2 separate regions of the Hordeum vulgare genome follow, and region 1 is linked to region 2. The links are chromatin contacts, called in public Hi-C maps. All regions are on one chromosome and are shown on one strand. Each heading gives the region's core, a stretch centred on a gene start, on an enhancer-like site or on the middle of the called end of the contact. The rest is flanking DNA. Distances are from core to core; before and after follow the strand shown.

Region 1 (2,781 bases), core at 270-2,769, 130 kb before region 2:
GTTTCAGAGCTACAATTGAAGGTATGTTGTCACACAATTCTGCTATGTTTTAGCTTGTGCTCTTAGAAAATGCTTCTTTTTACATCCCTGTTTCTCCTGATCTTTTGGAAAATTCCTGACAGTGGAAATCATTTTTAATGTAGAGACTGATTGTCTTGGACCTCCTGTCAATTAACTCAAAAGGAGGTGCAGATCCTTCTTTAGAATGGTCGGATGAGCTATATGACGGGGAATTGTACGAATTTCAGAGTATTGGCCTGGGCTCTGGAGACAGCTTCCCACTGCCTGAGAATTGGAGGGTTGAGTCTTGCAGGCATGGCAACCTGGCCATGCTCCATCCCATGAGGTTTTACGGGTATTGATCCAATTTTTGCAATAGTGTTGCATTTATTACTTAGAAACAACTATCTCTGTCCTGGTGTTTATATCTTTAATTGTTTGTTTGGTGGAGATGGCATTAAGCTGGTTCATGTAATTGAAGGATGAGAGCGCCATCTTTGAATTAGATCAAATGTGTTGTGCTCCTGTCAGCATGCTTTCTAACAAGGGTTGTGTCTTTTCGATTATTATTTTACAGGTTTATTTAACCTCTTGGCTTGCTAATGTGAACATCAAGACGAGTAGGTAATTATGTCATCTGCTTTAGCTTTTGGATTTTACAACCTATAAGGATACCCGAATTTGCACCTTGAATTTCGAAAATAAGCTGTATCATATAGTTTTGGTGAAACTGTGATGGTGCTGACCTCTTGATTTTATTTTCAGAATCGATGAAATATTCGAGCTTGTTGGGGAAGAGATGCAAATCAAATTGCGCTGAAAACTTTGATGCATAGAATTTTAGTGAGAACTATTCGGGAATGACCCATCTCCCTTTTGATGCATAGAATTTAAGTGAGAACTATTCAGGGGTTATTTTTCCTTAACGGAAGTCATTTAGGCTAATTAGCATGTGTGATCTGCCCTAAGAAAGAGGGCTCGTCTAATCTTTCTCAAATGTATTACTGTTATGCTTGAATAGTCTCCTGGTAGTATTAAAGATTTTCTAGGTTTTCCTCAACAACCGAAAAAAGATTTTCTAAGTTAGTCAAGCAAAGAAAGGTTAAAACCACAAGAAAACCATCTTATTTGCACATGGGACTGAGGACATTTGATTAGCCCAGCCCATGAGTATAATCCTTAAGCTTGTTGCTTCCGGCCATCATTTCTTGGGACGTTGGTCTAGGTTGCCGTACAGTATTCGTTTTCAGCTTATTCCTGGTTACATTGAAATCTGTTGGTTTAGGACATATAGATGAAATCTGTTGTTTATATTATTTTTTTGTGAGGGAAAATCCGTTGTTCATAAGCTCTGTGTGTGTGTGTGTGACAGTGTCTGTTAGTCAGGATGACAGGTTTGCTGCCTGCCTTTTGGTGCATGGATGGTAGCTTTTTTTTTTTGTTAGAATAAGTGCATGGATGGTAGCTGAAGGCTGAAGCAAGTAAACACTGTCCCTGGGCTGCATACAGTTGCCCAGGCCCACCAATTTGTGCAACGGGAAAATTCTGAAACGTCTTGCGTCTCTGTCTCTGGTTGACATCACAGACTCTGCAACTGCTAATTTCAGAATCTGCTCGTGGCTAATTTGTTTTCGGACAGGTCAAATCTCTGCGAGTGTCCGAGTTCTTAGTATGTGCCCACCAACATGTTCCCTTTTTCTTTTTGCGGGATTGTGGAAGGTACGCATGGCATCTCTCAGCCCTTGTTCTGGGTGGTGGTGCTGCCGTGCCGATGCCTCGTTTCCAGCAGCATGGGAGAGGCCATTGGCGGTGGCGGCCAGCCACCGGGTCTTGGCGGCATGCAGGCGCGACCACTGTTTGCGCTGCGCTGCTGGGCGCCACTGTCGCAGAGACAAGGGAGGCGGGGTTGGGGATGGGGAGGAGGGGTCGGCAGGGTGGCTGCACAGTCCTCCATTGTTTTGCCTAATGGAGTAAAGGACTTCTCAGGTCCTAAACTATTCCGAGGCAGTGGCTGAGCCAGAAACAAATAATAGAGTGGGCCACCTACAAAAGAAATCGACATCATACAGTAATACGATATTGACGAAAAGAGGAATATGAATATAGCTTAATCAAGTCTCACAACATTAGAGTTAACTAAATATGTTTGAAATTTGCAAATATTACAACACAACAGAGCTACTAGGGCCTCGGTGATAATCGCACTTTAAATTTACAAGAACCCATTAGGCCACAAGGTTAAGATTCAAACATGATCCTAAACCGATTGAATGTAATATGCGATGCATTGCGGTGATTATCTCTAAAAAACTTCCAGTTAAAAGCCAGTGAATTGGGAGCGCCCTAAGAAGCATTGTTGATTAATTAGTGAGGACGGCTTAAATATGGGCACCCATGACCTCAAGTATGCGCCCATTTCAGAAAATAACAGTCTTGAAATAGACGGGGTGTGTAATTTTGAAGTTTGAAACGGTGAACTTATTGCACTTTGTTAGATTGTGGATGGCACGTGAAGACAATTAGCACAATGCAAGAGATAAAGATTCAAACAACTCAGGAACAAGTAGCAATTATCCTACGAGGTAATAACACCAACGGTGCCCAAACTTGTCATGGATGTTCATTTTGCTGCCTGAACTTGAAAAATACACCGAATTGGTTTTAAAACTTGGCAATATGGTTCAAATACAGTTCAAATCATGTCTAGATACATATGTATTGCTGACTAGACATGCCAGCTTGGCGCAGGACCCACTTGCAGTGCCGGATAGACTGACACAA
Region 2 (2,700 bases), core at 28-2,527:
CTGAAACGCTCTTACAGGAGAAATCGTTTATAATTATTCACTCAAAAAATATTTGTCTGCAATGAGGTACACCTCCTATGAGAGAAGCAACTTAAATTTTTTTTTCCCAACTCTTTTCCACGCTTTGGTAGGCAGACAAGTCTGTGCGACCTAGCTTCAAACAGAGCAGACCCTAATATTTGTAGAGCGCAGAATCTTTGGCGGATATTCAAGAGATAATATGGTAGACTTATTGACTTTGACCGGCAGACTTATTTGTCCTGAGTGAAGCATCGTATGTGAAGCTGTCATCACACAGAATCTAGCTAGGCAGGTTCTAGCCTGATAGACGACGAGCACACTAGTACTCCTAGATACTTGACACTGAGGTCATTTGCAGTCTGAATAATTAACAAGCGACGAACACTCCATCTCCATGCGGCATGCGGTGTGTAGGTCTACGAAATATATGCAAGGTAGTAGTACGTACTTGATTTGTTAATTTTGTGTTCCTAGCAGACCATAGGCTGTGCGTTGGTCTCACCTCGTTCGCATGAAACAAAAGCATGGCGGCATTAGCATCGCGATTACTACCAGGCTAATATGCATTTCATCAAAACCGACAATGGCTTTCGTGCGAAACACCCATGCTGCCGGGGAAGACCACGAAGGAAAGAAGAAAACGACCTCACAGACGCCGAGATCCGAGCCGCGGTCATCCCTCCGGTGTCTCTGTGAGTATCAATGAACATTCGCAGAAGGTTGACTTGCCATAACAGCCCTCCTCCTCCTCCACATGCATTGCAGCTTGCAGAGATTGCAAACAAGGGCGCATGTACGTATCAACTAAACCGGCTATTGTAAAGAAGAAGCACTTGCGCGTCTCCCATGCCAGATCGATCGACCACGAGTCCACGGTCGAGGAGAGAGCAACACGGCAACGTACTACTAGTAGTATCAGTACGTACTACTAGTGCAACACTGCACCGCATGTGACCACTACGCGTGCACACCGTCGGCAGAGCCCTGCGGGTTGCTACTTGCCAGAAAGACTTAACTCGCGGGAGGGGCAGGGAGCCCCGTGCGTGGCGTTCCCGCGCGTTGGCGTAGCCCCGCTGCATTTCTCCTTCCTTGGCTCACTGCTCCGTGCTCATAAAGGTCAAGTTTGCCGCTCTGGATTTCTGTACCTGGGTGGCTGGGTTTGAGCTTCTGCCTTCAGGCCTCCTCCTGCGTGTGTGAGACGACGCTGGCTGCGACGGTGTGTCCTCCAAGGCACACGGCACAGCACTTGCATGTGCGGTGCATGCCGCTGTGGCGATGAAGATGAACCAGCACGTCGGCGCTGCTTTCGCATTGGCCTCACGCGCGCGTGTCCTTGCCGGGAAACTTCCCGGAAGGGGCGGTGGGGACAGGGGGTGAGGTAAACCTGTCTGGCCGTTTTCACATTCCCGGTTCTTCCTGAAACTTGGATTGCAACAAAAGCCGCGTCAGTTTCGACCATCGACTGGTTGTAAATACAGTATATTTTACTACCATTATTGTCACTGCGCCACAGGAATCCCGCTGCTACGATGGGAGCCCGCGATAGTTAGCTAACAGCAATTTCGGCGTCGTTTGTTTGGATCGGCGTACATAAAAATGATGACCCAAAGCGTTGATTCATTACTAAAACACGTCTCCTTCATGTCCGCGTCGATCCATTTCAGGCTCAAATTCGGTGTTCGCTACCAACCACCGCGATCTAGATAATTTATGACGGCACCATCTTCTGGCCCACGCGTCGGCGACCGCGGACGGTCTTTTTAAATCCGATCGTGCGGTGGGTTCCACCATCTGCTTCCAAAAGACCGCCCGTCCACATCCAACCACCTCCTCGGCAACCAAGCGACCGAAACCCTAGCACACCATGGCCGGCAGCTTCCCAAACAAGGACAAGGCCCCGCTTTTCCCCCGCGCCATCTCCCCGTCGTCGTCTTCCCACCGGCCTCGCGAGGGCATGAGCGTCCCAGTGCACCAAGCGCGGTGTCACTTGGAGCACCGTGTGCCACTCCCCTATCCCGATGTCACGCTGCCGCACGTCTGGCATCTGGATTCGGGGAGGATTCCGGTGCCGGCCGTGCCGCGGTCGGCGCGGGTACATGCGAAGGAGGTGAGCCGCCGTCGGCGTCTGCTGACGACGGAACAGCGGTGAGACTCCACGTACACGACCGAGTCCCTAACTAGGAGGTGTGGTTCGCGGTGGAGCACGGGGAGCAGTGCCGCCGTGGCGTGCGCGAAGTGCAGCCAGGACGCCCTCCGCCGCCCCCACCTGTCGTCAACGACGAGGACCAGGAGGCTGAGGCCGCCTACCAGGCGACGCTCGCTAATGTTCTCCGCGACAACAAGGAAGAAGCGCGGCGCATGGCCGACGAGGAGGCGACGTACCACCAGCAGCTCGCGGAGGCCATCACACTGTCGGTCGCTGGCGATTGCGTCATGCCACCTCCGTCGGAGACTGAGCCCATTTGAGCCGCGGGAGGTCTACCAGTGGACCGGCTTCGTCCATGAGTTCGTCATTGCGTCGCCCATCTGGTTGGGCACGACACCGCAGCAGGAGCAAGCCTACCTCGAGCACTCGAGGTCGGAGCACCTGCGGACGGAACGCACCGAAGGCCTGCGGCTCATGGAGATGGAGAAGGAGGAGGAGAAGGAGGAGCGACGAGAGGCGAAGGAGGTGCTCCG

Evidence for each region. Hi-C and Micro-C count contacts between places; a contact is called where the count stands out from the background.
Region 1: a Hi-C map of leaf shows a contact between it and region 2, with 6 times the contacts expected there. The contact joins two enhancer-like sites. A contact is called at or near these places in 3 of 6 Hi-C or Micro-C datasets (leaf and seedling) and 1 of 1 datasets of contacts at active chromatin or transcription factors (embryo).

The regions. Positions count from the first base shown.
Region 1 is chr3H:444,861,754-444,864,534 of MorexV3_pseudomolecules_assembly, reverse strand. It overlaps the pseudogene LOC123444168. Among protein-coding and RNA genes, the nearest start is that of LOC123444167, 150 kb to the right of the region's middle. Within about 2 kb of position 1,519, at least 3 of the 3 cell types and tissues checked have open chromatin away from gene starts, as enhancers often do. A contact at or near this core is called in leaf and seedling, where this site is marked.
Region 2 is chr3H:444,729,523-444,732,222 of MorexV3_pseudomolecules_assembly, reverse strand. No RefSeq gene overlaps it. Among protein-coding and RNA genes, the nearest start is that of LOC123444167, 17 kb to the right of the region's middle. Within about 2 kb of position 1,277, at least 2 of the 3 cell types and tissues checked have open chromatin away from gene starts, as enhancers often do. A contact at or near this core is called in leaf and seedling, where this site is marked.